2 separate regions of the Pan troglodytes genome follow, and region 1 is linked to region 2. Evidence: chromatin contacts called from public Hi-C data. All regions are on one chromosome and are shown on one strand. The core of a region is the stretch at or near the end of the contact, and the rest is flanking DNA. Distances in the headings are between cores, read along the strand shown. Region 1 overlaps SMTN (smoothelin). Region 2 overlaps MORC2 (MORC family CW-type zinc finger 2).

What was found. A called contact is a pair of places that touch in the nucleus more often than the background predicts.
Region 1: a contact with region 2 is called in a Hi-C map of stem cell-derived neural progenitor cells, with 4 times the contacts expected there. The contact joins two enhancer-like sites. A contact is called at or near these places in 3 of 7 Hi-C or Micro-C datasets (blood, induced pluripotent stem cells and stem cell-derived neural progenitor cells), 1 of 1 datasets of contacts at active chromatin or transcription factors (stem cell-derived excitatory neurons) and 1 of 1 other capture datasets (stem cell-derived neural stem cells).

The regions. Positions count from the first base shown.
Region 1 is chr23:33,201,903-33,206,021 of NHGRI_mPanTro3-v2.0_pri, reverse strand. SMTN (smoothelin) reads right to left here. Exons shown (of 23, transcript XM_016938985.4): 3 at 4,106-4,119; 4 at 3,799-3,929. Among named protein-coding and RNA genes, the nearest start is that of SMTN, 21 kb to the right of the region's middle. Within about 2 kb of position 2,176, at least 11 of the 24 cell types and tissues checked have an H3K27ac peak or open chromatin away from gene starts, as enhancers often do. A contact at or near this core is called in stem cell-derived neural progenitor cells and stem cell-derived neural stem cells, where this site is marked.
Region 2 is chr23:33,065,193-33,069,279 of NHGRI_mPanTro3-v2.0_pri, reverse strand. MORC2 (MORC family CW-type zinc finger 2) reads left to right here. Exons shown (of 26, transcript XM_016938972.4): 6 at 2,219-2,327. Among named protein-coding and RNA genes, the nearest start is that of TUG1, 23 kb to the left of the region's middle. Within about 2 kb of position 1,294, at least 8 of the 24 cell types and tissues checked have an H3K27ac peak or open chromatin away from gene starts, as enhancers often do. A contact at or near this core is called in stem cell-derived neural progenitor cells and stem cell-derived neural stem cells, where this site is marked.

The sequences.
Region 1 (4,119 bases), core at 927-3,426, 140 kb before region 2:
GGAGAGAGGACTGGCCCAGGGTTCCCCTGGAAGATAGTGGCAGAGATAAGCCTCCAGTGTGGGTCTGATAACCAGACGGGAGCCAGTAAAGGCGGGGTGATTTCCTCTGTCCCCACCCCCCAAATCATTCAGGGGTAGGGCCAAAGAACCCTCTATCATCTCCCTTTTTAGCGCCCCCCGTCATTCCTTTCTGCTTAGTGGGAAGGCCAGGTGGCAAGGGTGGGGATGGGATGGAGATAGTTTTCAGCAGGGAGTGTGGGCTGGCCCAACTCAGCCATGAGCCAGCTTGTCCTAGTCTGAAGAGAGCAGGGAGAGTCTTGGGGGAACAGCCCTCCAGGCTCCACATTCCTGAGGAATTATGAGAAGACCCCCTGAAACTCAGGCCAGAGCCCCTAGTTGGTTCCAGCCCTAGTCCAATCCTGGCTGGGTGATCAAGAGCATATCCCTTAAACTCTCTGTGTCTTGGTTTTTTCATTTGCCAGTGGGTGGGGTTGGGAACAGTGACTTGGCCTCTCCTGTACATAGCTGCAGTTGCAATAAACATCACCCCCATACTTGGTTCTAGCCAGTCAGGAGGAGGGAGAGAGACGAGGGGGCAAATGGGAAGGGCAGGATACCCCTAGGCATCAGTAACATTTATGGAGAGTCTGTGAGTCAAACCCTGTGCTGAGCCCCCTACTTGTCCTAAGCCCACAAAAACCCTAGATACTACTGTTATTCCCATTTGACAGATGAGGAGATTGAAGTCCAGGGAGGAGATGTGATTTGCTCATGGTCAAATGACCTGAGCCAGGATTTGAACCAGGTCTCTCTGACTCCAGGGCCTGCCCTAGGCTGAAGATAGCTCTGCTATTGGGGTCTGTGTGTCATGGTGGGGACCTCAGGGATCCTGGCACTGTGTTGGAGACCCCTCTAGCCTGGACTAGAGATGCTCTGAGGCCTAAGGAGGCCTTATAGCAGAGGCGGGGGGAATGAGGCTCACTCCCCAGCCCCCGGTGCTGGCTGTGTCTCAGGCCTAGAGCCTTCTGTGGTACATTTGGAGGCTGGGGGCTGGAGGGGACAGAGGGTCCAGCCCCTTCTGTACAGAGGGTAAAGAGGCCCAGAGGGGCAAGGGCTAGCCTTTTGTCTCCTAGGTCCCCATTCTCAGTGCTCTGGGCTCAGAGATGGGGTCCTTGTCTCTGACAAAAGCCTGATGTAGGAACTTGGCCACCTCTACAGCACAACCCCCGGAGCTTCAGTGTCCCCATCTGGAAAATGGGAGCCTCCCTCTGATCCCCCAAAGTGGGTGGGCAAGGCTGGAGACTGACAACCTCATTCCACTGGTCACCCTCTGGCACGACCCTTCCCTTTGGGCCTGGAGGCAAAGGTTGGACCACAGTGTCTCCTCTGTGTGTCCCTAGTTCCACGCGCCCAGGCCCCACCGCTGTGTAAGGAGGGAGCTGTGGGAGGGAGGGAAGGAAGTACAAAGCGCCATTGTCTACCGAGGGGGAAGGGGAAGGGGATGGGGCGGTTTCCGAAACTGCCCAGTGAAATTCTCCCGGGAGGAAAGAGGGTGCTTCCTCCCCCTGGGGAGCCGGCTCTCCGTGTACTCTCTGCCCTCGCTGTTGGGAACGCCTGGCAGGCCCTGAGGTCTCACTGGGCCTCAGTCTCCCCAACAGCACAACGGAGGGGGATCTCCAGGCTTTCAGTCCCAGCTCCCCCAGTTGCCCATGGGGGTCCCGCCGGCGGTGGAGGGAAGCCTCGCCAGGGGGCGCTGAAGGCCCGCAGGTTCTGCGACCGCCCTCCCTCGCAGGGCACCGCCCTCGCCTCGCCCACCCTGCCTCGCGCTAGGCGCCGAAGGGGTAGCCAGGTAGGAAGACACCCGCTACCGCCTGCTTCAGTGTCCGGATCTAAAGGGAAGAAACCAAGGTCCCCAGGACACCCAGCTGAGTGGCGGAGGTCGAACTCGAACTCGGGACCGAGGCAGAGGGCGTCCCGGCGGGTGGTGGAGGGGCACGCGGCGTGCAAGTCCCCAGGCGTCCCCATTCCTCCCATCCCCGGCCCAATCCTCAAGAATGTGCGGGAGCCGGGGCCGGAAGCGACTGCCCGCGTCCCCAAATCGGCCAGACGCTGGGGCGCAGGGCGGGCGGAGCGGGCCTAGCTTTTCCTTATATGGCCCGGCCCCGCGGGGAGGAGCCCGGCTCGGGACGCCCCCGTTCTTGCCACGAGGCCAGCGGGGGCCGGGCCGGCGCGCGGGGCGCAGTAATGGCGGGCGCCGGGTGCTGGAGGAGCCGCTCCCGGGGTCGGAAAGACTTCGAGAGGCACCGATCCCGAGACCGGGGCAGGTTCTCATCTGTCCTTTCCCAGAGATTCAACCACTGCTCCAGCTTCTCTCCAAAACTCTTTTCCAGCGCCGCCGGAGGCTCGCTTAAGAGAGGGAGGTGGCGGCTGAAGAACCCTGAGCCTGCCTGTGGACACCTTGAGATGAGGATGTGCGGGAACCTGGCCTGGCATTCCCTCTTTTTGGACTGCGCTGCCTCTACGACCCCCACTGGGACTTGGACTTCCTGAGGGAAGGTCGAACTGACTGGCGGGCACCTTTGGAAACCCAACCTCATCCCCTCCAGGCTGCACACATCCTGCGGTGATAGTGGAGAGGCAGACACCCAGAGAGTCTAATGCACTGGTCCGAGAACATACAGGCAGAGTGCCTTGGGGAGGTCATGGCAGCAGCTGGGCACTGCCCAGTGGCAGGGCTACGCTGGTTGGTTCCAGCCTCTGCCTGCGGGGGAAGGTATGAGAGTGGGGTGGGTCACTTGTCTTCTAGGTAAAGTAAATCTTTAATTTACCCCCATGGACAAGGGTCAGGGACTGAGGAGATGGAGCTCCTCTGGCCCCTCCTCCAGGTCAGGCTGCCTGGCCTTGGGGGTTGGGGAAGGAGCCCTGCCCCCTGGGTTGCCCTACGGCCTCTCTGTGCATGGAGGTAGACAGGGCTCTCAGGAAGAGGAACAAGAAAGGGGATGGAGTGGGCTCATCTTTCCTCCACCTGAGATCTGGGTCCATGCCTCATTCTGTCCCCATGCCAACTCTAGGACCTAGAGCTTGTGTGCAAACACATCTCCCTCCCTCCCTTCATTTTACAGGTAGAGGAACTGAGACTCAAGAGTAGAAAAATGAGATGAGAAGCCACAGAATCCACAAGGGCCCACAAAACCTGTCTCTCTCTTATGGCCTCGTCCAGCCTTGACTTTCCCAGGACTCTGGTCCCCCGTGGCCCACTATGGGGTTGGGATTTTGGCACAGCTCCTTCTTAGATGGGTGTCCTTGAGCAGGTGATTTTAACTCTCTTGAGTCGCAGTGCCCAGGCTTTCAGAGCTGCTGTGATTATTCTGTGACATGGTATACCCAGTACCCAGCCTGCCCCCTGCCAGGCCTTGGCATTATTAATCATTGCTGCTACCATTATCACTGGGCCAGCTTCCAGGGGTGGGCATTGCTTGAGCTATTGCTCTGGAGAGGCATATCCAGCCTCCCCACACCTGTGGCTGCATACGGGTGAGTCTACAGCAGTTACTGTTTAAACAGGTGGTGGCTGTGGAGGGTTGGGAGGGACTAGGCTTCAGTACCAGGCATGGACAGGCACATGCCACAAGGGCCTCTGCATCAGCCACATGGAACTGGCCTACCCCTGTTCCCATATCCCCCTCCTCCTGACCTTTCCCCCATCACTTCTTCCTGTCAGCTGAGAGGTACCCTGGATTGACCCTGCCTCTCTGGCTTGGCTTTCCTGTCCCCATAGTGGGTGATGGGGCCACTTACCAGCTTCCGAAGGGCTCCCTCATCCAGCCCAGCTAAGGCCTCGTCCGCCATCTCGCTGGCCCCTAGCTCCGTTGGTTCCTTTCTGGTGAGATCCCCAGTGCCTGTGGCACCTGTCACCAGCTCAGAGAATTCTGCAGGGGACAGACATGAATCAGGCATGCTGGGGCTTCTAGAAACCACAGGCACTTAGGCTCTGTGCCTTACTTTCCCTCTCTAACCTAGGAGCGTCCATTACTGTCCCATCCTATAATGTGGCTCCTGGCTGGAAGCTGCCCTCTGCCCTAGGGTGGTTTGCTGGAAAACTCACCAAACCCAGGGTAG
Region 2 (4,087 bases), core at 45-2,544:
AAAATGGAGCTGCTGTGCATTTCACTTAAATGACAAGCTAAGGTTCAAATCTCACTTCCGCTACTACGTCTCTAAGCCTCAGCTTCCTCCTTTGTAAATTGAGATGATAATGCATACCAAGTAGGTTAAGAATTACATGCTATCATTGCTGTGAGAGCCTGGTTTCTGCCTTTATTTCTCCTCCTTTGATGTTTCCATGGCAGATTGCTGGCCTGATTCAGTGGATCTGGGTAGGGGCTAGGAATGTGTTTTTCACAGATGAAATGAATCACCTGTAATCATATGATTCTGATGCAGGTTATCTAAATCCCCCAAACCTGAAGTCTCCTAGAATCAGGGGAAGCCCTGACTTTTCATCTAGATTGTAGATCAGCCTCCTCCTACCTGGTTCTGTCAGTTCTATGGCCTCAGGCAAGCCATTTCATCTCTCTGAATGTCTGTTTCTTAATGACCTCAGGCAAGCCATTTCACCTCCCTGAATGTCTGTTTCTTACTCTAGAAAATGGGGTTCTAATCTCTGACATTTGTAGAGTGAGGTTCAGAAGCAAATGAAATGTGACTCTGAAAGTGGTTAGCAGACTGGGAAGGAAAGCGTATAGAAGTTGAGAGTGTTATTAGCGTATTTCAGTGGAAGACTTTTGTGAAGGTCCCATTGAGATGGAGCCATCTAGTGTTCAGAGTAGACAGTAAAATCATCTTGAAACCAATTCAGAAGTTGAATAAGTTTCAGGAGAAAGTGATTTGTGGGGAGAATAGGGCTGAGAAGCAAGGAAGCCAGTAGAGAAGTGATATTTGGGGCTTTTGCTATTCAAAGGCTAAAGTCAGAATCAAAGACAGAAGGAAGATAGAGGCACAAAGTGAGTGTTTTTGCCAAGTTAGGGCAAGGGCATGCTTTGACAGAAGGCAAGATAACGTGCCTTACTTGCTCCCCATACGCTTTAGGGAAGGAGGAGGAGGTGGTGTGTGAAATTGTCAGGGCAAGGAGCATTGCCAGCACTTTGGGTACTGGAGGAGGAGAACGAGGACTTGGCAGCCCCCAGGGTATCTTTGAGTAGTGTCCTGGGAGTTTTCCTGAGTGTTTGGGGAAATGGGGCATGACATTCATTTGTGTGCTTGGCATGCCAGTCTGGTTTGTATTGGTACACAGAAGAGAGTAATGAGGCTTTCCATCTCCATCATCTCCCTGGGGTGTTATAAAGACTAATGAGATAATAGCTATAAAGCTCCAGAAGCTGCTGGAAGAAAGGAGCTGAACAGCCCCATTGTTCAGAGGGCGGTCCCCCTGCTGGTGCTTCACACGTCTGCCCTGCCCTGCCCTGCCCTGCGTTGCCTGGAAAGGCCTGTCCCTGCCTGCTTCTTAGCCGGCTTAACGTGGCCAAACAGAGGAAGGAAGCAGTTGAATCCATTCAGACTTTTGCCTTTTGGAAATCAGCCTCAAGGCACAGTTCCCAGAAACCAGTTGCATCCAAAAGCAGGGAGCTGCCTGTGTCATAATGAGCTTGAGGTGGCAAAACACTTCTGGGACAGGAGATGGCTGCAGTTATTGGACATGAGCTAATTACAGGCATCCTTGAATCCTGTGGTCAAGAATTATATTTTATTAGCCCCTCTGTATTACTGCGCCTTGGGTTCATACTGATGTTTTTTCGGGCTTGTGAGTATAGGCACTGGGCTTTTCACTTAACAGTGCTGCTGCCGTTTCATCAATGGAGGGGAGTTTGTGTCAGCTGAGGAAGGACACGGTGGGAACTGGGGGTGGTCAGCATGGAAGATGACGTGTTGAGGGTACCAGCTACTAAAGTCTGATGGTGGTACAGTCAGAGGGCACAGCACCTCTCATGCGGCTGGGATGAACCAAGAGCTCAAAGACAGCAGGGTTACTCTTCAGCGTTGTGGGGGGAGTGAGACTAACCTGGGGCTGGTGGTCTGCCATGAGCCCCCCCTAGAAGGGTGGTGAGAGAACCCTGTATGGTGTGGTTGAGAACGTTGTAAGTAAAGACTAAGGAGTTACAGGCCTGTGGAAAAGCAGAGGAAGGAGTGTTGGGGGATGGAGAGGGAACAAGGGTTGTGGAACTCAGCACACAGTCCTGGGACCTGGGGGGGCCTTTAGGAGAGCCCTCCAGCGGCACTTTCAATCATGTCCAGAGTGGATTGATTTCTTTCGCAGATGAGCTTTTGACTCCTGGGAGAATAACACCCATTTCCGTTTCCTTTTCAGGGGCTCAATGCGCATTGGGAAGGATTTTATCCTGTTCACCAAGAAGGAAGACACCATGACCTGCCTCTTCCTGTCTCGCACGTTTCATGAGGAAGAAGGCATTGATGAAGTAGGTCCCATCCTCGTGGTCTGCATCACCAGTCCTCATTTCCTGAGTCTGCCCAGGCGGTTTTCGTAGGTTATTTGCAATGCTAGACTCTTTGGGGTTGCAGGATTGGAGCACATTCCCCCTAATTGTTACGCAGTTAGCTGGCTGGATGAATTGGTTGAGGGGTTAAGGTAGATAACTTTAATGTGAGAGGAAGCAAAATCTCAGAGCACTTCAGAGAACAACTGTTTCCGAGAATGAGACTGTCAAGTGGCAGGAATTAAGAGTTGGATTTGCAGCTCCTCTAGATCTGCCACTTGAATTCCATTTTGGGGGGAGTGTTACCATGGAACATTGTTTTATTGGGGGGAGTATTTTGGGCTTCCCTGATCATGGTGTTTCCTATTTGGTGGTGATTTTGTGGAATGTGCTATGAGCTCATTTTCCTTTTGAAGAAATGTGTTACTCTATGTCAGAAACTATGACTCAGATACCTAGAGAGAGCCTGGGCAGGTAGTAAAGCAGGTGAGTGTATGGAAAACAGGAAAATAGAGCTGATGCTGTGGGTCTCATCTTGGGAGTGGCTGCTACACAGCCCCAGTGATTACTGCTATGCTGGAAGGAAGGACTAATGAATCCAGAATATTCTGAGTTTAAATCATTTTAGTAATTGACTGTGTAAGCTAAACACACATTTGGCCGATTCTCCTTGTGGCTCAGATGTCTGTGGAGCTGTTTCTGGTGAGGTCTATGCCCCCTCATTGTGGGAGATCAGGGCAGCTCTGTGGACTACCCAGCCTCAGACTGGACTCTTATCTCCTTTCCTATGTAAGACATGGAGGCCAGGGCTTGAAAGAAGGGGGGCTAAGAGGTTCTGTGGAAAGAAATCCGCAACTTCCATAGAAGCAGGTAATTGAATTCAGACTTACAATTTAATTCATCTGTGTTGATTAGCTGTGATTAAATTTGTTCTGGTTCTGTTTAGATCTGAGCCTTAATCATAGCAAACTTGTTCAGGTAGGGAATGGTAGGCCTTCCATCGTTACATAGCAAGCCAGTGGGTTTGTTTGCCTTTTTGGTGTGGTATGTGAGTTCATTCTGCATACTTGAGTGAGAGAAGCGTGGCAGCTGGAAAGAGCAGGCTTCTAGGAGAAGTAGGATAGGAAAATATAGCCTTGGTTGGGGTTTTCAGGAATGTTTCCTGATACAGGACTGAGGATGGTGACAGGAGGGTATAGAAGTCAGTAGAAGCAGCCTGCTTAAGGCCCTGAGGGCTGTGGGAGGGGACTTGGCTGCAGGGCCACCTGGAGAAAGGTGGTGGCCTTTGGAGATCAGAGAGGGCCAGGTTAGGCTTGACCTCGGGGCCTTGATGAATGTGTGGGGCTTTATTAAGCAAGGATGTGCCAGTATCAGATTCTTTTAAGAAGGTCCATGTAGCGATTGTGTGGTGATTGGGTTGGAAAGGTTAGGGTGAGTGTTGGAGTGTTCCAGTTGAGAGGCCCAGGCTCTGTAGCTTGGCGGTACTCGCCCAAGGGAGGTGAGAGAAATACATGGAGTTTCCATCTCTTTAGGATGTGGGACCCACAGATTTGGTGATTGATTGATTAGTAGAAGGCGAAAGCGAAGCGGGGGAGTCATGGATGACTCATAGGTTCTGCTGTGGCAGTTGGGGAGTGGGGTCTCTGGAATTGGGAAGAATGAAGAGGGGAAGTATGGAGGAGAAGAGTGTAAGTTTCTTCTGGACATGCAAAGTGAAGTCTGGGTCTGGCGTTTGGGGGAAG